Linked DNA regions of Mus musculus: regions 1, 2, 4, 5, 6 and 7 are each linked to region 3. Evidence: chromatin contacts called from public Hi-C, HiChIP or PLAC-seq and Micro-C data. All regions are on one chromosome and are shown on one strand. The core of a region is the stretch at or near the end of the contact, and the rest is flanking DNA. Distances in the headings are between cores, read along the strand shown.

Region 1 (3,251 bases), core at 504-3,003, 380 kb before region 3:
AGTCTCCTGGATTCAATCTCAGGATCACGTTGCTCCCTGCAATCCCTGCAGTGGCATCTTTGCAGCTGTAGGTGAATTCAGATGCCCTAGTGTGGTCCCATTTTTGTTTTTTGTTTTTTCTTTTTCTGCCTGGCCCCCACACTCTAGCCAAATCCAATGACTTAACAGCTCTGAAAGCTGCCAGGCTCTCACCTGCCTTTCAGCTCCGATGTTTCTCTTCAGAGCCTCCGAGTCTGGCAGTAATTTCTCCTTATTCTGTTGCATGTCTCCCACATGTCTTCCAGCCCTCCCACTGTCAGGTTTTAAAACTCGTTATTTCTGAGTCTCAGAGCTCCTTGAGAGAGTCCCATTATGCAAATGCCACCTTTTGCTCTGTTTATTATCAGCTGTCTCCCATGTTAAATGTGAGCACCTTTGGGCTGGGGACTGATGTTTTAACTGTTAAGTTTTGTCCATGATGTGCCTGGTGAGTAGTCAGAAGGGCAGGAAATTAGAGATATTTGTGGTCCGGAAGGGATGCATCAGATGGAGCAACTTCTAGCCAGTCTTCTGAGAATACATTGAAAATTTTAGATCCCTTATTCTCTGCTGAGTCTTGGAGGCTCGTTTCGTGTCCATGCTCTTTCTTGTAACAGAGGGCCCATCGCGTTTCCCCAAGTCTCTTGATTTTGTCTGGGCAACACACTGCTTGTAAAGAGTTACCAAGCCTGAGACATGGTTTCCACCCTCAAAACATCTATGATGGGAGTTGGGTGGCAGTCAAGGTTAGGCTGTGAAACCATTGTGTGGCAGCAAAATGCCAAACTGATGCTGCTTTCGTTGAGAGAGGAGAGTGTGCAAACAGGTGTTGGCGAGTATTTGGTGGAGGTCAGGTTTAGGTTGGGTGTTCCTGTTGCCTTGGTGACTGTTCAAAACAGAAGTTTGTTAGTATCATTTTTGTTCTTTCTATTCACAGGACACTTGAGAGTGGAGGGTTGCCTTACTAAAAGAAGTGAGAGGTGAAAATGATCAGAGCCAGGCTGGGGCTGGGACCCTGTGGTAGAGAGCTCGCATGGCATGTTCGGGACCCAGGTTCAGTTCATAGCAAATGAACAATAAGTTGTCTGCCCCTAGTTCTCAATTATAAATTAATCTTGTAAGAGGTAAAAGCTCAGGCTTTGGAAATCACTGAACACACTAGCTTAGGTGAGAACTTGATAACGTACCTACTTGCAAACACAATGATCTGACTCCATCCCAGAACACATATTGAAAGAACAACCTGGGCATGCTGGCATATGCTTGTAATTCCAGGACAGAACAAGCATAGACAGGTGGATCCCCTGGCTTCCTGGCCTTCCAGCATAGACTTTTTTGTGCAATTTCAGGCCCGTGAGAGATCCAGTCTCACCCAGTCTGAGAACACCTGCTGTGGGCCTCCATCTTCCACATACAAAAATATTGACAGGCCACACTACTAGGAGAAATTGTGAACAGAAGTTTGGGGAATGGCTATAAGCCTGACTATTGACGTACATGATGGTTGTGATTCAGGCTTTTCCTGTTTACAGTGATTTTTTGCCCAGTAGACAGACTCATTCCTGGACAGGACGGGGAGAGGGATGTTACGGGCTGGAAACATGGAGCGAGGTGTCTTCATTTGATCAGTCTGCAAACATTCCTTTCCACCCCTGTTATTCTCACCTGAGGGCTCAGATTGCCACTGTTTGGCAGACAGGAAGACAGTTCTCTTAATAGAATGTGGTTCAGCACGCTGAAAGACAGTTTGTGCTGTCAGTCTGCCTGGGGAAAGGATCAGAGGCGATGTAAATGAGCTTCTGTATCTGGTGGTAAAAACGCCCCAGGCATGCTTTTAAAGTAAGACCTCTGCTCTCAGGCTCCTCAAACCTGCTTCTCACCACAGCTGTTTCCCTGGTTGGAGGGAGTCAGGAGCAGGCTGGTCCCAGACCCTCCACAGCCACTTTTGCTGTGTTAGGCACTGCCCAGGTGGCAATGAATAACACTGGAGGAATGGCAGTCTAGGAATCCTTGGCTTCTGGAAGCCAGGAAACCCAACTGCTTGTGTCCCTCTCACTGCTCTGCACCAGGAGCTGTGGACCTGGGCTCTTGTAGCTGAGTTCACATTGGTAGCTGTCCTGAAGGCCAGCTGTGCTAAGGATACTTAACTTTGCTGTAGACAGAGCCCCGTCGAGAAGCCAATTAAGGGGTGAGGTGAGGAGTTTGGTGGACTTACAGTTTGAAGGGATACACACAGTCATCCTGGTGGCATGAAACACCAGGTGGTAGGAGCCCCTCTTAGGTTCAGGTGGGGGGAGCCCGCCTTAGATTCATTGTATCCCCCATCAGAAAGTAAAACCTCAAGATCAGGCCCCAGCCATCTGTTTCTTCCAGCAAGGCTCCCCCTCTTAAATGTTCCATAACCTTTCAAGACAGCTTCAAACACACAAACGTATCTGCAGGAGAAGGAACTTCACAAACAAGCCATAGAAACTCTCTCCTCCTCTTTCTGGTCTGTGTGTAGTCCAGGCGAGCTTGAACTCACTGTGTATGGAGCCCAGCTTGGATATCTACATGAATTCTCAGCCTCCAAGCACCTGGAGTGCTGATGTAGCTGTGCAGCACCACACCAGCCAAGTCCCTCTCAGCTCTGTAGAGTGGTGGTAGCTCAGGACACAAATGTGTGCTCGCTCGCTCCCTTGCAGAAGAGAACTGGAGTTGAGCTTGCTAAGCACAGGAAGCGCCAGTCCTTCTTTCAAAGGGAACTCCATTCGAAAAAGAATTGAAGCTGTGTTCTGTTGGTTTTGGTTCACTTGCCTCCAAGTTGGCCCTAATGTCCAGACTGAGTTTCTCCGGTTACATGTTTGTGCCGAAGGGCTATTGAAAAAGTGGCTTAGCTAAAAGTAAAAACAAGCAATATTCTAGGATTTGTGTGGATGGCAGGACAAGACTTTGCAAGGAGGTGCAGCCCAGGGAGAGGACCTGCTCAGTCTAGTGTGCCCCACTTTCTCTGCTTGGCTCTCTGATGGGTTCTCTCGGAGCTGTTTCCTTCAACTGGCCTTCTTGTTACACGATGCTACCAACTTCTGTAAACACACTGGAAATCCAATGTCTCCCCAGACACCTCTGTCCAGTCAGTTATTTCTGATGCTTACTGCCCTAATCTAGCTTTTCCTATCTCTTTCCTAAGACACACTCACTTAGCCTTAGCTCTGAGTCGGGTCAGGAGTCAGTAAGATTTATTTTCGTCATTC
Region 2 (3,174 bases), core at 530-3,029, 320 kb after region 3:
TTTCCCAGTATAAAATGCAAAACACACATGGCTCACATTGGCCTAATAGGGCAAGTACCTGAAACTTTGTTTCTTACTTTTCCCTATTCTCCCTCTTGCAGGGCTGTCTGCTGTCTGGGTGCTCAGGCACTGTCACTCAGAGTGCCTTACACACGGAAGGAGTATTTTACACACAGATGCTATTTAGTGGTTTCCATCCAATGGACGTCTGAAGTCCATGTGTAATCATCTTCATGCACCTAACTCAATTTCCTGCTGAAATTCCTACAAAGATTTATAAACATCTAACATATTGCATATTTTGGCAATTTACAATAAAAAACTGCAGCTCAAACCTACAATTCCAGCACCTCAGAAGCTAAAGCAAGCAGATTGCTCTGACTTTGATGTCAGCCTAGGCTACATTGTGAATTCCAGGCCCTCCTGGAGTAGACTGAAATTCTATCATAATAATCCTATTCTCCAAAATTAGCAACTAAAATAAGGAATTAAATTCCAAGAAAGCAAGGAATGTCCATTTTGTTTTTTTTTTTTTTACTTTGATAAAATCTCAGAGTTTATAATTTTAAGTATTCAAAATATTAAGTGACTATATTCTTCCTCTCTTTCCCTCGGATCCCTTCTTCCCAACTCCCTTCCCCTTTTCTTCTCCACCCGTGTTTCCTTCTCGTTTCTTCCCCTCTCTATTGGCATTTGCTCATTTGATGACCACCCTAGTCTCATATTTACAGCTATTGCCATTAGCATGCTCCTAAACTTCATTAACTCTTGGAATATAAAATATATTTGGGGTATCTGTTCCTTTTGAGAGAAAGAGTATGGCAACATACAATATACCAATGTAAATAGTTTCTAATTATCAGATGAGTCTTATTCCTACTATCCAAACTCCTTTCAGCTTCTTACCAGCCTCTTGTCATTTGGATTATTTGAATGGTCTCTTAGTTGTCATTTGTCATTTAATGGGAACCTCTGCAAACCTGCTGCCACTTATTTACCAATCAAGTTATATTTTATACATGTAAATACTCTTCATTAATTTCATATAAAGGAAGACAATTATAAAATGATAACAATAGTGGGCTGTATAAGTGTGTTAAAGCTGGGAAGATCTTTACTGAATGAAATAGAATGTGGTGGCATGGGGTGGGGAAGCAGCTGCCTAGGTGTCCCCCTGAGAAATCACTTATCCTTTTCTTCAAAGTGAACTTCTGTTTTCTGTGTGAGGCAGGCTGACGATCATCTGAAGAACATAAATACACAATGTTCGGCTGCTTGAAAGATCCTTGGCAGTTGAATGAAAAGCTCTGTATTGCCATCAGAACATTTGAACGTTTTTGTTTGTTTGTTTGTTTGTTTGTTTTGTGTGTAAGAAAGTGGAAATGAAAGCAAAATTTATGCCTAGGATCATGATGCATCCCTGAAACTCTCTGATCCTCACTGGGCTCTAGCTCTGACTTGCTCAGCATCTTTTTACTGATAAAAATCTAAAAGCGAAATCCTTTCTAGACAGATTCATTTCCTGCTGATGGTCTGTGGCATATGAGTCTTGCAGACGATGGATCTGTTTTCTTGCAGGCAACAAAAAGGGAGAAATGTGTCCGGAATCTTTTACACTTGAGCCACACTCCTCACTGGCCTAAACTTCTGTACTAATTGATTTTCTAAACAAGACCTCAGCCAACCTTCAGAATGGCTGTTTCTGGAACAACAGAGACTGGCTAGCTAGGGATAACTGTGGCTTTTAACAGGCATGCCTTTGCTCCCTCCATGCCCTCATTCACCCCTTGTAGCAGTTACAAAAGAAACAGAGAAAATACATGCTTACTTTTTTAGACCAGGTTAGCACAAAGCCGTCACTAAAAAATTGGCAAGAGCAAGAGGCATTCCTAATAGGCTGGCCACTGTGACTTGGGACATTGTTCTGAGAAATTTGGTAATGCCTGCTTTGAACTGGAATATTTTCCTTTCCCCAGTGGCATTCCAGAAGCCTTGCTGACTCTTCTGATTATAAATCCCCAGTCTTCCCATCATAACCTCAGTGCTCTAACCAACCCTTTGCAATTTATGACCACCCTGAAGCATTCAGCTTGTTAATTGTGTCATTTGTTCAACACGTAAAAATTTCTAACAGTTGTGACCAAAATAAAAATGTTATTTAATAAATAAATGTGTGAATGGCCAGGGAAATCTTACAAGTGTCTTACTTAAAATCCCAGAGTTTCAGAGCTGGAAACAAAGCTAGTGATCATGCATTCTACGCTTCTGTTTTAAAGGTGAGGAACCTGAGGCAAAGGCAGATGAGCTGGTCATATCTGGCTTTTTTTTTTCTTCTTTTTTTGGTTTTTCGAGACAGGGTTTCTCTGTGCAGCCCTGGCTGTCCTGGCACTCACTTTGTAGACCAGGCTGGCCTTGAAACTCAGAAATCCGCCTGCCTCTGCCTCCCGAGTGCTGGGATTAAAGGTGTGCGCCACCACGCCCAGGTCATATCTGGCTTTCTTGTAGAATCCGCTGCTGTTTTAGTCTATATTCAGTTGCTGCAGTAAGTTGGATACTGGGTCATTTATAAAGCCTGGAATTTTATTTGGTTTAAAGTTTTAGAAGCCAGAAAATTCAATGTTTGTGGTATCTGCTGATCTTCCAGGGAGATCAGCTCACGCTATATCATAACACAATAATGCTGGTTAGTTTTTGTCAATGCTACACGAACTAGAGACACCTGGGAGAAAGAACCACAGTTGAGGAATTGCCTCCTTCAGATTGGACTGTGCAAATATCTGTTAGGTATTTTCTTGATTAATGATTGATTTAGGATGGCCTAGACAGTGGTGGGCAGTGCTATCTCAGGGCAGGTAGCCCTGGGACACATAGGAAAGCAAGCTGACCAAGTCATGGGGAGCAAGCTAATAAGCAGCAGCTGAGAGGCAAACGGCAGCAAAGGTAATGGACATCCCATGGCAAGGCAGAACAATTATACCAGGGCAGTTCCTTTTAAAGCAAGGCCATCCCTGAAACAATACTCTGATCCACTGGACAGGGAATGGGTGAGTATGTGACAGTATCACTCTCTAAAAGTTCTACCCCCAACACTGACATATGAGTTTAGAAATTAATATTTTAAGAATAAGGATGGAAAGGGTCATATTTCCTTAGTCACCATCAAATATAAGCTAC
Region 3 (2,912 bases), core at 120-2,619:
TAGATGAAGGATAAACCTGCCAAGGTCACCTAAGAGAGTGGGAGAACCAGTTAGAGCCAAGCACACATGAGTTCTGCTCACTGGCTTGACCCAATGAGCCGCATCAGCTTGCTCTCTCTCTCTCTCTCTCTCTCTCTCTCTCTCTCTCTCTCTCTCTCTCTCTCTCTCTCCTCTCACCTGCCCTCTTCCTTTAAGGAAAAAGCTTTCCATAAAAGAAAAAGCTTTGCTTTAGCTTTAGTCTCTCCTAAACTCCCGAAAGTATTTCATGACACAAATGGTAGGTAGCATGCCATGATGTCAAACGTGGAATTAAAGCTCCAAGGGAGGACTACATAGATGGAGAATGCTGTTATCACTACTATGTAAATATCACCAATAACAGTACCTACAGAGTGAAGACCCGCGATGTTAAGATGCAGCTTGGTGTCTTTAAAACTCAGCGGCTTTAATAACTCTTCTGCTAGCAAAAGTTTTCCGAACTACGATATGATAAATAAATAAAGCAGATGGTATGATGAAGCATTATGATTTAAACCTCGTCTTTTAAAAATTCAGCAGGAAAAGTCATGTACCTAAAACCCATCTGGAAAAGGATGCCACCCAAAGTAGCTTCATCCCTTGTCTGTCCCTGTCCTAAGAATCCCCTAGAGTTTCCCCAAATATAAAGGAACTGGGAACGCAAGATTTTCCAGACCTCGTTCATACAAGATCTATGGTGATCTAGCTCCTTCAACTGCCCTTATCGGCTACACCTCCCACTCAGACTGGGGAGCTTCCGCAATTGATAGATGAAAGAAACATTATTCAAACGTCCTTTAAAATTTGCAAGAGCCAAACGATCTGAAATTCATTTTTGGGGAAAGGGGAGGGTGGTAGACCGCCCACTGCCAAAGGCGGTTAAAAGCCGCTCTTTAGAGGGCATTTATCCAAAGTGGCCAAACTTTCCCAAAATAGTCCTCAGCCAGCCGGGGGTGGGGGGGGGTGGGGGTGGGGAGGGTGTGGGGGATGAAAAACCAAAACAAAACAACAAGCACACAGAACCATACTGACTGTGCCTCCGGATTACGCAGCGGCTTCTCCCTGCAAAGTGCAAGCCACCCTTGCCACAGTCGCACACCGGGCTGGACCAGAGACGCCCCACTGCGCACCCCTACACACCTGCCTTGGCCAGGGTCGTCCTCTCGCCGTCTACCTGTTGCAGTGCTTGCCACCTCCACGACACCCCTGCTGCGGAGCCCCCCTACATCCAACCACATCCAGGCCAGCAAGTGCCGCTCTCCCTGCAGCGGGAGAGCCCAAGACAGCAGCGCTTGGCGCCCAGGTGACTTGCACAAGCTTCCTCTGAGCAGCCTGAAGTTGGCTCTCTTCTCCCGGGCCCAATGACACCCCGGGTGCGCAGGAGCTGAGGGGAGGGGTCAGGGGCAGGGCCGGGGCGGGCCAAGAGGAGGGGGCGGGCGAAAGCCCCGAGGGGGGAGTGGAAAGCCGGCCCTTTTAAACCGGGTCACATGTCCAGAAAGTTCAGGTCGCTGTCCCGCCCGCTGGAGCCATTTCCATTGGCCAAGGGGGAAACAAGGCTCCACGCTGTGCGGGCCAGGCGCGCTTCTCATTGGGCAACAGGGGCTGTCAGTCACCAGGCGGGCGACATGACTGATACAAAGTTGCTGCGACACAGCCTGGACTCCGCAGCTTCCTTAAAGCCGCAGAGGCGGCGAGTTCTCCTGGTTCCCGGAGGTGGCCCCGACCGGGCAACCCCTGCACACGCTACCCTTTAGCCCACTCTGCTCCTTCGCCCCAAACTTCTCACCTACACAACTGTCGCCCCCCCCCCACCCTCCCTGGCGACCACAGCAATCTGGAGAGAAGGGGAAAGCATGGTGACGCTAGAGCAGCCTAGATGGTGAGCCCTTGCTCTCTCCACCTGCAGCGCCAGGTGAGCCACAGCGGTGCACACCCGGCGCCTCCCACAGCGTCCTCAGGCCTAGGACTGCTCGGGTGGGTGTCCCCGGGACCCCTGAAGCTCTGCTCCCGCCCCCTCCCGTTCTCAGAGTTACCTTCCCGCCGAGCAGCCTTAATCTCCGCTGTCGGAGAGACAGAGGATCTCGTTCCCACTCGATTTCAGTTTCCTTGTGTTAACCACGCAGGAAAAGCGGGTGCTTTCAGTGCAGCCAAACCCCTTTAAACACAGCCTTCCTTCCACCCCACCCCCTGCCAAAAAAAAAAAAAAAAGTGCCAGGGTCAAGAGCTGAGGCGCCTGATAATTTTGTTACTGTACTTATACTACTTTAGTCCTGGATTTTTCCACTAGTTCAATATGCAAGAAAGCTTACTATCTCGAGGATATTCACTTTATAATGTGTGAAAGGGGTGCACATAATTGGGGCAGGTATACTGGATGAGGGGAGACACTAAAACTATTTTTTAAGGATCGTTTGTCTGCGCGAAGAAATTTCGACCCCTTTCCTTCGCCCAACCCTGATTTCCCTCCCATCCACCCAAGCACTGCACTTGCTAAGCCGAAAGATGGACTCCTTAACTTTAATTTCTAAGGACTTTTAGACTGGTTTGAGGCTCGTCTTTGGACTCCCCTGCTGGCTGGGAGTCAGCACCAGTGATATACACACCTAAATCTGGTCCCCTGGCCCTTGGCGACCCGCAGGCCGCCGGCGGCAGCTGTGCAGCTTCAGGCTCACCCTCACTCGCCAGGAGCTGAAGCCCCAGAAGGAGGAGGGCATCTTGTGCCCAAAGGCCCCTCCTTTCCTTACAGTTAGTTAAACCTCAGGATCCCGGATCCCAAGCCCAAGGAGACTGGAAGTCTCAGTCACTCCAGCAGGACACTCCCCAGAGGCAAAAGAAACTGCAGCGGAGACGACAAGCTGGTTGGGACTCCAGTGCCCATCAGTCGCCAGCGTAGA
Region 4 (3,075 bases), core at 257-2,756, 390 kb after region 3:
AGCAAACCTGTCTTTCCTGTGTCATCTACCAGCCTCTGCTTGCTATCTTTCTAAAACAACAGAGAGTTTAGCAGTGCCAAGAGAGATTAGCACATGAAAGGGAAAGAGAAAGAGGACAGAGACAGAGACAGTCAAAGAGAGAGAGACAGAGAGAGATTCACCTTTTGAAATCTACACTTCTGTGAGAAGTTCAGGGTTTACATTTAAATAAAATCTCTTTAAATAACCAAGTTCTGGAATCTTGCTCATGTTAATTATATATCCTTATATGTAAATTTTGTACAACCCCTCATCTTTGAACCTGAAATCTATATTTATATCTTTCTTTTATCATTTATCATGTATTTATCTCATTCTCCATAGTTGCTCAAAGGCAATTTGGTGGTATTCCAGCCATTCCTTTAGAACCTTCTCTCAAGATCTCAAAACATTTCAAGGCCAGATGCTTTTCTCTTATTTGGGGTTTCAGAGCTTTTTTGCCAATATTTTTCTTCTAACAAGCTAAGAATCATATTGACTGGAAAATTGGAAATTGAATTATTCTATTATATTTTTATGAATTAATATGGTATTGTTAACACAATCAACATACCTCTTCCTTGAACATTCAGAATAAAATAAACAATATGTTATGAGTTCTGTGCTCACCTTATTAGTAGGAGCCTTCATATTACAGGTAATAATGATATTGATTTCATAGTTCTGTTGTGAAGATTCATAGGATAAGGCCCTGAAGGAACTTAGCATAGAGCTGGGCACACTGTAATTTCAGCTAAACTACCTTCAAATGGGATACATAAAGTTTAGGTATGAAGGGAACAGATGGTAAAAGGGAAACCTCTTACCTATGTTTCAGGAGACTAAGCTGTACCAGACCGTGTGCATTGACTGTGTTTGAGTGTCACTTGCTATAGTTGTTTAATACTCCTGAGAATTGATGACTAGTGCAACTTAGAGGAGCATAGTCATAAAAAGACAGAAAACCATCTCAATGTTTCCAGCTTTAGTTTTGTGTTTAGGAAACAGGAAATATTGGAAGCCTCCCTCTCCCTCTCCCTCTCCCTCTCCCTCTCCCTCTCCCTCTCCCTCTCCCTCTCCCTCTCCCTCTCCCTCTCCCTCTCCCTCTCCCTCTCCCTCTCCCTCTACCTCTCCCTCTACCTCTACCTCTCCCTCCCCCCCCCTCTGTGTGTGTGTGTGTGTGTGTGTGTGTGTGTGTTGGTTTGTTTTTGTATGCTTGACTCAAGCTAGTGTCAAGAGGGAACCCTAATTGAGAAAATCCATCTACAGGACTGGGCTGTAGGCAAGCCTGTGGGGTTATTTTGATTCATGATTGGTGTGGGAGAGCCCAGCCTTCCATACTTGGTACCATCCACAGGTTTGAGATCCAGGGTGCTATAAGAAAGCATGATGAACAAGGTTTGGAGAGCAAGGCAGTAAATTGTGTACCTGATCCTTCTTGCACTTGTTTCGGTTCCTGCCTCCAGATCGCTGCCTTGAGTTTCAGTCCTGACTTCCTCAGAGCTGTAAGCCAAATGAATCACATAGCCTGTGGTTAGAACATTTTATCACAGCAGCAGAGAGCAAACTTCTAAGACCCCTCTTTCTCTTCCTTTCTTTTCCCTTCCTTCCTTCCTTCCTTCCTTCCTTCCTTCCTTCCTTCCTTCCTTCCTTCCTTCCTTCCTTCCCTCCTCTCTCTCTCTCTCTCTCTCTCTCTCTCTCTCTCTCTCTCTCTCTCTCTCTCTCTCTTTCTCTCTCCCTCCCTCTCTCTCTGTGTGTGTCTCACTCTCTCTTCTCTGCCAAGTGTTACCTCAAATGCCCTTTGCTCTGATTGCTGTTTCTAGCACTACCCTCTGAGCATTTATTTCCTCTCCCATTTATCCCCTCCCTTTGTAAACATGAATTGCGAATCTGAGTTTGTAGCTAAATGGACTCTCTCCTTGTTGAGAAAATATTAAGATCCATTGATTTCTCTGGTCTGAGGTCAACTGTAGAATACTGTACTAAAGGCCATGCTGTGTAAATTGTCCCTCCCCAGATATGTCCAACTAAGAGTGAAACAGCTTAACATTGAGAGTAGACAGCATGGTATCTTTCTAGTTTCAGATGATTGGTATAGTTTTGCCATAATCATACATGAACAAAGATGCTTCAGGATACTTTGTTATTGCAAATATTGAAAGCCAGATATAATAAATACATTGTTATATCCATAAGATAAAATACTAAATACTCACTAACATGAATAAGTAAATTTGTGTAGCTACATAAATGTTTCCACAACCAATTGTTAAGTTGAAAAAGAACACTGGGAAGTATTAATAAAGCCTGATCCTGTGTTTGTGTACACAAACAGTCATGTGTGTAAACAACAAAGGTAGGTCTTCATGTCTAGAAACTAAACTGCTGACAGGGCTAATCCAAGAACATTGTAAATCAAGGTCAAAGGAGGATAGAAACATTCACTTTAACATTCTTGTGCAAGATTTGTATGTTTAACAGCAAGAATCCTTATGATAATTAACAGTAAAATCCATCAAATAAAAGCTGATTTTTCTCTTTACTTACATTACTTGCCACTTATTCATTGATTGATTTAAAAGATATTTCAAATATTATTGACTTAGGCTTAAAAATAAGAACATGTTCCCATTCATAATTCTGGAATCTAATAATAAAAATGAGCTAATGATCTTGGCATTATAGACACGACTAACATATAAACTTTATAGTTTAAAACCAAATTTTATCAATTTACATTATGCTAAACTCATCTTAAGAATAAAGGAAGACATTTATATTATGCAATTTCTGCCTTTCAAGCCTTACATGGATATTTGTGTGAAAAGAAATAGCCAAGAGAACAATAAAATAGCCAAAAAGACTATGGATACAAAATAACTGAATATTTGAATTAAGAGTGGGATGGTCCACTACCCAGCATATCTGCATTATGTTCTCCCATGCTTTGTACATTTTAATTATGCTGGCCATGGAATGGCTAAGGACATTGTGTGTGTGTGTGTGTGTGTGTGTGTGTGTGTGTCTGTATGTGTGTGCATTTGTGCTCATGTGAGT
Region 5 (3,168 bases), core at 366-2,865, 470 kb before region 3:
AAAGAGAGAGCTTTTCTCTGTTTTGTATGAATGGAAAGTAAGGGCAGCCATATTGGTGTGTAGTCCATTTGATCTGCCTTCAGAGGTAGCTTTTAATAAACTGCCTGCTGCATTTGAGACTCAGATTAGAGGTGGTAAGCTTTGCTGTATGTGCAGAGATCCCAGCTTAGGTCTCGTGTTTGCCTTGTGCCTTCTCCAACTCGTGCTGGGTTGGGAAGTAGGCATGGGATGTTGGCTAGGCGTGTGGGTCTTCGTTCCTGTCACGAGCCAGACTGCCTCTTTCCCGTGTGCAGTTACTTGTTGGTTTGGGCGGAGAATGTCAAGAAGGAATAGCATGTGCCAGCGAGGACCCCCACACCACATATACAAAGATGGCACAAATTGGACTCAGTGGGCATGCGTGTGGGACATGCGTAAGGGGTGTAGAGCAGACCTGGGAGGTGTGGGGTGAGCGTGACCCGGATGTTTTCCATGCATGTATAGAGTTGTCACAGAACTAGTAAGTGCATTGTAAAAGTGAGAGTGTAAAAATCAAGTTTACCCCGAGGACGGGAGGTAGCAGAGATGCTACCCACGGATGTTAGTTGTCGGTAATGCTTTGTTTTACACGGGAACTGGGAAATCTGAACTCACAACCGTATGCTTACAGCATAAGTTCGCTTACTAAACCATCTCCCCAGCTCTTGTCTGTAGTGTTACTTTCCTCTATGCTAATTATCTGGTCAAAAGACAGAAAACGTTGGACATATTACAGGTGAACGGGAATTCTGTATTTTCTCACTCTATGCATTGCATTCATTCATTTATTTTGTTCCTTGGTGTGTATGTGTAAGTCACAGGACAGCTTGTGAGTTATGCCTTACCGCCATGTGCGTAAGGTCTGGTAGCTGAAGTCAGGTTGTTGGGCTTCCTGGCCGTGTGCCTTTAACCACTGGACCATCCTACTGGCTGGGAGAGACACATTTTCCATGAGTCATTTCTATTAAATAAATGTTGATTCGCATCCTAGCATGTGCTGTTATTTTATAAATGTGGGCCATGACCAGCATGTCTTTCATGTATAATAATATAGCTAGCTACTTTGGAATTAGGTTTAAAATTTATAGCACAGTTAAAAACTAAACAAGTGCTTGACTTTTCTCTTTGTTAGTGTCTGCTTGTTTGTTATATAATGTAACCGCATCTCCTTCCCTGCATCGGAAGTCCCACCTCTCCTTAGTTCCGCCCCTCTTAGTTCTAATATCCTTTGTGTTTTCCTGATCCTTCCTGTTTGACATCTGAGGGAAGGAGGAGATGTACCTGTCGGTCCGCACGAAGTCGACTGGTCCTCTGAGGGGAAGTGAGGCTGATTATAGGAAAGACAGAAAGAAAGCTCAAGAGACAGCTATGGGAGGGCTGCGCGGGTCATTACCATGCCAGCCCCAAATGTATTTATCATAGTCTTCTTATGCTACAGTACCCTGGAAAGCAAAGCCACAGCTAACAGAAACAATGCTGGTGGAAATGTACACAAGACAGTTGTTCTCACCCAAAAAAGCCTTCCAAGGCCAATAGAATCTCCAGCCCTCAGCCTCGAGCCTCCCGTGCACCCCTTCTCATTGTTCCTTGCCTCAGCAGGCTGGGAAATCTGCCAACAGACCCTGACCTGCCTTGACTGTGCCTGGCAGGCAGACTTTCTCTCTCTTTTTCTCTACTTCAGAGAAATGGCAAATGCCTGTCCAGGAGATCTTCATCTTCCAAGTCTGGTTCTTTTCTCTGGCCTACCCATTTTTCCTGAAGATGGCAAAGTCTTATTCTTTATTCCTGAGTAGAGCTCTGTATGCGAGCTTGATCCTGTAGACACCATTTTCGGGGCTTCTTTATTGAGGTCTTATACCTACCAGCCTTCCAACCTGTTCCTCTCTAAACCCTTCCAACCCCCAACACTAGGAATCAAAGCTTTTATCTGTACCGTGCTCTATTAATTCACTCCCGAGTCCCTCACACCCCTCTTTCCTATTCCCCCGCCCCCCCCCCCCTCAGGATTGTGAATTCACTGCCTCCTGTTCATCATCGCTCACCAGTTTAGTGCACAGCCACTCCAGTCTTTGCTGGTTTCTGGGTGGTTCTGCCATCCACTTTCATGCATCTTTTCCTTGGTCCCAGGTGCCCTTGCTTTGCTTCCCCTTCCCTCCTTTGTCTGCATGAGCCAGTGGGTGCAGCCAGTGTTAGTAGCTTCACAAATGTTCCCTGGAGCCAAGTGGACTCTGCCCGAGCAGCAGCTTCCCTCGAATGATGAGAAGAGACTGTAAACAGGTGACACGAAGATGGGCATCCCTGTGTGATAGCACGTGGCAGAGCAGACTGTGGGACAGTCGTGCTATGTGGGACATATTGGATTTCAGCACACCTGCTGTCCTCAGAGGCTGCAGCTCTAGGCCTCTGTGGAGGTCCGGCCATGATTACTTTATGTCTTTGATGAAGAGAAGGGAAATGTTTGTGTGTATAACCACTGTGGAAATGACAATTTTTAACTTAGAAAATTACTACTGTGCACTAGTGAGCATTCATGTCCGGGAAAATGAACGATAGTTTGTATACTTTAACTTTTTTAGCTTAGATTTCTGTTTTGCCCTAATCTTTAGAAGTTTGGTTTAATTTCAAGACATACATATTTGTGCCCATTGTTTGTATACAAGCTACCACGAAAATAGAACAGAAGACACAATTAAATGAGTATTTTTCTTGGTGAGCTATATACTGGGGAGGAGAAACCCATGGTAAAGTATAGGTCTGCATTTGTTTAAAGACTTAAGATGCCACACATCTGGGGGTTTAGATTTTTTTTAAGTTGAAAGGGAACGTGCAATACATAATTGTCTAGTATGACCGGGTGTGGTGGCGCACACCTTTAATCCCAGCACTTGGGAGGCAGAGGCAGGTGGATTTCTGAGTTTGAGGCCAGCCTGGTCTACAAAGTGAGTTCCAGGACAGCCAGGGCTATACAGAGAAACCCTGCCTCGAAAAAACAAAAAACAAAACAAACAAACAAAAATTGACTAGTATGTGCTTCTTTGGATTGGCAAGGTGGGAACACTGATTTTTAACACAGTGAAAATAGAGTTGAAGTTCTTCATTGAGTGAAGGAAATAAGGAATTGACCTGGAACCAGGCCAGCTCCTCAGCCTT
Region 6 (3,031 bases), core at 414-2,913, 440 kb before region 3:
GGAAAGAAAGAGACAGGAAGGCACATTTCTATGTCACGAGGATTCACTCTCATGGGCCAGCATTGCTGGCCTAGAAGGCTGCATCCCCTTTGCCTCCGGTTAGAGCGGCAGGGCTTCAGTCTGGAGCATGGGCAAAGATTGGCTTCAGGTTTTAGAGGATCTTGCACCCAGCTTCAGACCTGAGTGTGGCTGTGTCTGGTGTGTAGTCTGCCCCATGATGGTGCGTGTTGGGAATGCGGCCGACTGGTTGGGGTCCCTCAGGGCAGTGTGTGTGAGAGGGTGGGTTTGTGCCCAGTGCCCATTGCTCAGCACTTACATTCCTCAGGACTAAGTTTCTTCCTGTTAAGAAAAGCAAAGACGGGTGCTCAGGATTGAGCAAGGCAAACTTTTACCCTTAACGACACATTAACAGTCTAACCAAAAAGCAACTTTGGTTGGGGCAAAGTTTTTATTAGCCTTTTTGGACCTCTCCTAGTTAAAAGTTTATAATTCTGCCCCTCTTCTTGTCCTAAGAATTTCAGCTTGTTACCTGTACTGCCAAATCTGGGCACTAGGGGAAGAATTTCTGGATTAAAGTCTTCTCTTAGGTGACTGTTGTGTTGTTCAGTACTCTGCAACCCAGGCAAAATGTGTCTTTTAAAAATAGAGTCTTTCAAGGAGTCCTAGATGGCCCCACTTCTGTCAGGTATAGTCCGTGGCCTTGCTAGCTCCCTGTGGCTGCCTGTAATGCAGGGAATGTGAGGACCGGAAAGATACATGGTCATTCATATGTGTGCTAAAAACGATGTAAAGATTGTAATACATGCTAAGCCTGTAGCAGGTCCTGGGACGAAGCAGAGATACTGGCAGGCCTGGTTGGGAAGTAGGTGACAACCATGTCCGGGGCTGACTCCTGCAACTCTTACCCGGCCTGCTGCACTTGTAGCGTGTTTTCTTAGGTGTTGACTGTTTCTGCTGGACCATTGAGCACAGTGGTACGTAATGTATGTCTATGCTTTCCATCCACAGGGAGTGACTGCTGATGGATTAATGCATCTGGCTCACCCGTTGGGCCGTGGGGCAGTGGGAAAGACACAGCAGACAGACATTCCCTTAGAGCCAGCTGTGAGCACAGCTCTTCCTGGGTCCTTGTACTGGCTACTTGTTGGAGCAGTTTGGCCACACATAAATTTACATTTATTCTGACAAGTTAAACCTCATACCCGATCTGTCAATTATACTGATAAGGTAAAGACAGTTTGTTTGAGGCAGTGAGTCTTACTTTTTTGGTAGCATCTGGGGGTGAACTTATGCCTTCATTTATGGTCCTGCCACACTTCCATTGAGCCTCAGCATGTACTGAGTCACCAGGGAAGATGGCTACTGTTCACATTCAGAAAAATACATCATTAGACTACCATCTCCTGAATGTGACAGTAGCTTAACTATTTTATATTCAGTCTTAATTAGGGGAACTCGAGTGCAGTTCATCCATGAGAACTGGGCTTAGGGTCTTGCTCTTGGGTAAGAGGGACTCCAAGCCCTGCTTCCAGGGAAATGACCACGTGGTGTTTTTACAGGAAAATGGTGATGGCTTCCTGAGTTGATCGGTTCATAGAGATTTCTGAATAGCCCTGGTGAGCCAGTCCTTGTGTCCAGGCAGAAGAGGGCAGCCGTGCACTCCACTCTTAGAGGTGCATTGTTTTAGAGCCAAGTTTGTGGTTTTTCTCTGCCCCTCTGTGGCTGGACACAGCCTAACTAGATGAAAAGTGCTGAGATTTCTTGTGTGTGTGTTTAGTTGAAACAGTTACATCACTTTCCCAGCTCTCTTTCTTTCTCCAGCCTCTGCCAGCTCCCCTTCCAGTGTCATCTGGCCATACAGATAGGATCTGTGATGGAGGCGTATCTCTTGTGGCTTGGCTCTCTATGATCCCTTGGTCCCTTCCTTGTGTCCAGTTGTCGCGTTCTGTGACAGTCTCCATATGCTGTAAAGAGAGGGCTTCTTTGGTGAGGGTTTGGTCATCACACTTATCCAGAAAGGTGGAGAGAGGAGGTGGGCTGGCTCTGTATGCAAGGCTTGAGGCTGAGGTGTGGAATAATATGACTGAGCTGAGGGGCAGCTTGCTTTCATTTGCAGTTCCTTACTTCCTGGCTTCCTCCGACTTCCCTTGTGTATTTCAAAGTTCGTATTTTTTATTTTTATTTTTTTTCCTGAGAAGTTAACAGGGCTGCGTGGCCTACATGGGGCCTGCTTTAAGGAAGAATAAATCTGCTGACAAAGGTGTTTGTGAGTGGATGTTTGTGTCCATATTAGCCACATGCCTCCATTGGACTGGAAAGTAGTGAGGGACAGAGGGATTTTTTTTTTTTTTTGATAGACATTTCAGAATAAGAAGCAAAGAGGAGAGCGAGGCCAGGAGGGGTTAAAAGGTTTGTGAGGGAGGAAAGCACCGTCAGTGCCCAGCCTAAGGGGAGTGTGCAAGAGCTCCGTGAGTGAGTGAGGACAGTGCCTGCCCGTGAGTACAGAGCACTGGACAGGAGGCGTGGCTGTGATTGAAGGGCTGCCTTATTCTCTTGGTGCTTATTTTCCTTCCCCAAGGGAATGTGAGTGCAGGAGCATCCCCAAAGCAGAGAGCAAGCCCTTCTATTGAAGCAGAAGCTCTCCAGCTGCACCTCGGAGTGAGGAGGAGACGAAGTTCCTCTGCGTCGGAGGCCATGATTTCCCTGCCCTTTGCTGCTGCTGCTTATAAAATCCATATGTACTTGCTAGGAAACTCGCTCCATATGTCTTGCTTTCTTTTGCACACTAAACATTAAGATGTTGTTTTTAAACAGAATATTCCTGGGCCAAAAGCATTATCAGGGTGGTGTGTGTTATTTTCCTTTTTTTGCAAGACAGAAAATTGTTTTTCCATTGTAGAATGGGTACTCTGTACCTCCCACAGATTTTTCCAGCTGCGGTTATATCTGTGGCTTTGTGACTTTTATGTACTTATTATACATTAATTCAGAGCACTGTTTGCCGAGTGCCTGTTGTGAGTTAGCTGTATGT
Region 7 (3,257 bases), core at 663-3,162, 470 kb after region 3:
CCCCAGGACCTGCACAACTATAAACACAAGAAAGGGGGTGCAGAGGCTTCCATTTGTTCTATAAATTCAGAGAGCCCTATAGGGATGCCCAAGATCAACAGAGCCCTTACTATCTTTCTCTCACCTCTTCTTTGCCAGCTTCCATTGCCTCACATTTGCCTCTTCCTTTGTTCATCTTCCTGTTGAGGCTCTTAGCTACTTGAATCTCATCATCTCTTCTCATGTCTCATGGTGACTAAAATAATCCTAGTGGCAGGACAGTTTCACTGTGAAACTTTGCCTACTTAACCTTCAAGGCTTAAAAGGAGTCCCAGAGCTCATAGAAACATCTCTGGGATGTGCATATCTCTTCTCTCTCTCTCTCTCTCTCTCTCTCTCTCTCTCTCTCTCTCTCTCTCTCTCTCTCTCTCTCTCTCCAAGACACCCCCTCCGCCCGTATAAAGGTGAAGAGCTTTAGATACTACTAGGACATAGAGTTAAACTCTAGAAGGGTCACTTGTTTGTCAAATGTTTCACTTGTTTGTCAAATGATCATGTGTGCATACATAGAGAATATTCACACCTGCAGAGAGAGAATAGATAGTTTTTGAAAGTCAAGATCAGAATGATAAAACTTAATGAAAGAGTTCAACTTTCGGTGGAACCTCAAATCACTTTCATTCCTCCATGATGTTGATTAAAGTCTGCATGAGATCCTTGATTTTGGACTCTGGAAAGCTACCTTGGTTGGGGCAAGTGTCTCTTTACAACAGCAGCCAGACCGTGGACACATAAAATTCTCTACCTGAAGATACTCTTCATATGCTGTCTTTTGTGAATGAAACAGCATTTATCTATTTGTCTAGCTGCAAGATGATTTATCTATAGAAAGAAAGTTTCCCAAGTGAGACAGATTCTGTACTTATTAAGAAGAAATCTTTTATTTTTCCTGAATTTTCTATTTTTTATTATCAGTACCAATATAGAAAAATGTATAAGGATAGAAACATTAATATACAAAATAAAAGAAATGTTGGCATTAAGACCTTGTTAATGTTTGTATTTTAGACTCTTAACAGGTACCTCTAACAGGTGGCACATGATGGGAGGAAGTTAGATCATTTGAGTTGTGACCTTGAAGAAGAAAGCAGGACCCTGTTCTTTTTTGTTCTTTTTCATGTCTAAGAAGATTAGACTTCATTTGCCCCATTTCATCATGGTGAATTGTTTCCCTACTAAGCAATGAGGCTAGTTGGCTTTAGATGGGAACCTTCATGATAGTATTTCTCCTTTTAAAGTTAATTTACCTTAAGTGTTTGTCATAATAAGACTCCTCTGATGAAAATGAAGTAAATTATTATGTACACTGATAAAAAGAACTGCTCCCTTTCAAGAATATTGGCCATCTGTAAAGTTAGCTAGAGGTTCAAGAATTTTCTCTGACAACTTTCTGTGACTAACATCCAAGAGGTCCTGTTGTCTGTGACTATGTCCCTCTTTTTAATCTCTGCTCTTGCCCTGCTGGATTGGCTGTGTATTTCCTAACTGAAGATAAATGAATTCGGTGTTGGTGCCAGTACAGAAAGGACTTTTTGATTAGAAAGATATTTCTATGATGATCAATGGCCCATCTAAATTGAATAATGACTAGAAGAGAGTGCAAAGGACAAGGACTCCCCATCTGCTTGCTTACTTTTGTCTGATTATTTTTGAAAGTCTTTGAGTTAGATCCAAGAACTTCCTAAAAATGAATATATATATATATATATATATATATATATTGCACCAACTATATATATGGTTGGTTCATTTTAACTGCTAGTATTAGACTCACAGAAGGAGTCTTAATCTACACTCCACACTCCTGTCTACTGTGCAGCCCTGTGCTTTATGACTGACAGTCCCTACCCTGTACTGAGAAACCATCTGTCTCCACAGCTCGCCCACACCAGGATGGAGTTATTGTCAATGTGGCAGCCAGGACTGTAGCAACAGGCACCAGTGCCAGACAACGCAGGTGGTTGGGCTCATTGAGAGTCACCAACAAGACTAAGAGAAGAGCAGCAGTTGATTAGTGGGGTGAAATGCATGGAAAGGCATCATGAGCTATCCCAGTCTGATGACGCCTTATTCAAGTGGACAATGAACCCTAGAATGGATTCATCAGTGCTAATTCATAGAGATTACAACAGTGTAGTTTGAGACTGTAGTTACTGAAAGCATTCTATGAGATGTGACACCATGCGCTTAATTCCATAATTCCATCTCCATAAAAACCCCATGAATAAGGCATTATTATTATACTTATTTATAGAGAGGGAAGGTAAAATTAGTTCTTGAACAGAGTTTACCCAGAAAGTGAAAGATAAGTCAGAATGTATCCCAGAAACTTAACTCCAGCTTCCACATTGTTTACCAGCAGATTTCAAAGCTTTTCTTGTCCTGCTCTCAGTGTTCTTATGGTCTTTCTTTATATCTAACCCTAGGATTTTTATTATACTTATAAAAAAGACAAAGCAACACTCAATATTTTCTTCCAAAGTGACTCCTTAAAAAATCACTAGATTCCCTCAGTTCTATTCATTTCATTTACCCACAAATCTCATTTTTCCTTACAGGTGAATGAAATTATATTATCCACTCATCTGTTGATACACACTAGGATTCTTTAATTTCCTAGCTGTTGTGAAGAGAACACATAGATAAGCAAACATCTTTGAAATCAGATACAGTCCTTTGGGTATATGCTCTGGCTTGGTATAGCTCGGTTACATGATAGGCCTACTTCTAACATTTTGAGGAGACTCCACACTGATTCCCACATTGACTGCACAAGTTTAAAATCAGACCAACAGTAAATAGAGATTTCTTTTATCTCATAATCTCACAAGCGTCTGCTCATTTGAATTTTTTTATAATAGATGCCCTTTGATAATTAATAATAGCCATTCTGACTGCAATTAAATTGGTTTTAATTTGTATTTCTCTGAAGCTAATGATGTTAAACACTTTTAAGGGTGTTTATTGGTAATTAACGCTTCTTGTTTTGCAATCTCTCTATTCAGTTTCCGATTCCATTTTATTTGGGTTGTTTATTGTTTTTATGTTTAGTTTTTAGAGTTCTTTGCGTATTCTAGATATTAATCTTCTGTTGAATCTACAGCTGACAAATATAAATGCATACAAATACAAATCTTTAACTCTGTAGGCTGCCTTATCACTCAATTGGTTATTTCTTTGGCTGTACTTTTTAACTATGTAAGGTTCCATTTGTCAAC

Evidence for each region. A called contact is a pair of places that touch in the nucleus more often than the background predicts. HiChIP or PLAC-seq counts read pairs in DNA pulled down with a chosen protein or histone mark.
Region 1: a contact with region 3 is called in an H3K4me3 HiChIP or PLAC-seq map of the SCID.adh cell line, with 14 read pairs. The contact joins the enhancer-like site here to the promoter of Nr3c2 in region 3. A contact is called at or near these places in 5 of 39 promoter capture datasets (the 3T3-L1 cell line, hippocampal neurons, liver and 1 more), 3 of 484 Hi-C or Micro-C datasets (cerebral cortex, frontal cortex and pre-pro-B cells) and 6 of 115 datasets of contacts at active chromatin or transcription factors (the SCID.adh cell line, astrocytes, embryonic forebrain and 3 more).
Region 2: a Hi-C map of muscle stem cells shows a contact between it and region 3, with 2.0 times the contacts expected there. The contact joins the enhancer-like site here to the promoter of Nr3c2 in region 3. A contact is called at or near these places in 3 of 39 promoter capture datasets (the 3T3-L1 cell line, hippocampal neurons and neural stem cells) and 1 of 484 Hi-C or Micro-C datasets (muscle stem cells).
Region 4: a FOXA1 HiChIP or PLAC-seq map of pancreatic cancer cells shows a contact between it and region 3. The contact joins the enhancer-like site here to the promoter of Nr3c2 in region 3. A contact is called at or near these places in 5 of 39 promoter capture datasets (the 3T3-L1 cell line, hippocampal neurons and liver), 2 of 115 datasets of contacts at active chromatin or transcription factors (forebrain and pancreatic cancer cells) and 1 of 9 other capture datasets (adipose tissue).
Region 5: a contact with region 3 is called in an H3K4me3 HiChIP or PLAC-seq map of stem cell-derived neural progenitor cells, with 4 times the contacts expected there. The contact joins the enhancer-like site here to the promoter of Nr3c2 in region 3. A contact is called at or near these places in 8 of 39 promoter capture datasets (the 3T3-L1 cell line, cranial neural crest, embryonic stem cells and 5 more), 1 of 484 Hi-C or Micro-C datasets (nephron progenitors) and 7 of 115 datasets of contacts at active chromatin or transcription factors (astrocytes, embryonic forebrain, embryonic limb bud and 4 more).
Region 6: a contact with region 3 is called in a Micro-C map of muscle stem cells, with 8 times the contacts expected there. The contact joins the enhancer-like site here to the promoter of Nr3c2 in region 3. A contact is called at or near these places in 10 of 39 promoter capture datasets (the 3T3-L1 cell line, the C10 cell line, cranial neural crest and 5 more), 6 of 484 Hi-C or Micro-C datasets (cumulus cells, muscle stem cells, myocytes and 2 more) and 10 of 115 datasets of contacts at active chromatin or transcription factors (astrocytes, craniofacial prominence, embryonic hindbrain and 5 more).
Region 7: an H3K27ac HiChIP or PLAC-seq map of VIP interneurons shows a contact between it and region 3, with 4 times the contacts expected there. The contact joins the enhancer-like site here to the promoter of Nr3c2 in region 3. A contact is called at or near these places in 6 of 39 promoter capture datasets (the 3T3-L1 cell line, 3T3-L1-derived adipocytes, hippocampal neurons and 1 more) and 3 of 115 datasets of contacts at active chromatin or transcription factors (VIP interneurons, forebrain and neural tube).

The regions. Positions count from the first base shown.
Region 1 is chr8:77,278,788-77,282,038 of GRCm38.p6, reverse strand. All of the region lies in intron 19 of Arhgap10 (Rho GTPase activating protein 10), which reads left to right. Among named protein-coding and RNA genes, the nearest start is that of Gm24838, 130 kb to the right of the region's middle. Within about 2 kb of position 1,753, at least 34 of the 459 cell types and tissues checked have an H3K27ac peak or open chromatin away from gene starts, as enhancers often do. A contact at or near this core is called in the SCID.adh cell line, where this site is marked.
Region 2 is chr8:76,585,041-76,588,214 of GRCm38.p6, reverse strand. No RefSeq gene overlaps it. Among named protein-coding and RNA genes, the nearest start is that of Gm39199, 140 kb to the right of the region's middle. Within about 2 kb of position 1,779, at least 2 of the 459 cell types and tissues checked have an H3K27ac peak or open chromatin away from gene starts, as enhancers often do. A contact at or near this core is called in muscle stem cells, where this site is marked.
Region 3 is chr8:76,900,787-76,903,698 of GRCm38.p6, reverse strand. It overlaps Nr3c2 (nuclear receptor subfamily 3, group C, member 2), which reads right to left and starts at 1,369. Exons shown (of 9, transcript NM_001083906.2): 1 at 1,159-1,369.
Region 4 is chr8:76,513,177-76,516,251 of GRCm38.p6, reverse strand. No RefSeq gene overlaps it. Among named protein-coding and RNA genes, the nearest start is that of Gm39199, 69 kb to the right of the region's middle. Within about 2 kb of position 1,506, at least 3 of the 459 cell types and tissues checked have an H3K27ac peak or open chromatin away from gene starts, as enhancers often do. A contact at or near this core is called in pancreatic cancer cells, where this site is marked.
Region 5 is chr8:77,368,953-77,372,120 of GRCm38.p6, reverse strand. The region is part of intron 13 of Arhgap10 (Rho GTPase activating protein 10); the gene reads left to right. Among named protein-coding and RNA genes, the nearest start is that of 0610038B21Rik, 150 kb to the left of the region's middle. Within about 2 kb of position 1,615, at least 9 of the 459 cell types and tissues checked have an H3K27ac peak or open chromatin away from gene starts, as enhancers often do. A contact at or near this core is called in stem cell-derived neural progenitor cells, where this site is marked.
Region 6 is chr8:77,341,048-77,344,078 of GRCm38.p6, reverse strand. All of the region lies in intron 18 of Arhgap10 (Rho GTPase activating protein 10), which reads left to right. Among named protein-coding and RNA genes, the nearest start is that of 0610038B21Rik, 170 kb to the left of the region's middle. Within about 2 kb of position 1,663, at least 35 of the 459 cell types and tissues checked have an H3K27ac peak or open chromatin away from gene starts, as enhancers often do. A contact at or near this core is called in craniofacial prominence, muscle stem cells and uterus, where this site is marked.
Region 7 is chr8:76,428,701-76,431,957 of GRCm38.p6, reverse strand. No RefSeq gene overlaps it. Among named protein-coding and RNA genes, the nearest start is that of Gm39199, 16 kb to the left of the region's middle. Within about 2 kb of position 1,912, at least 6 of the 459 cell types and tissues checked have an H3K27ac peak or open chromatin away from gene starts, as enhancers often do. A contact at or near this core is called in VIP interneurons, where this site is marked.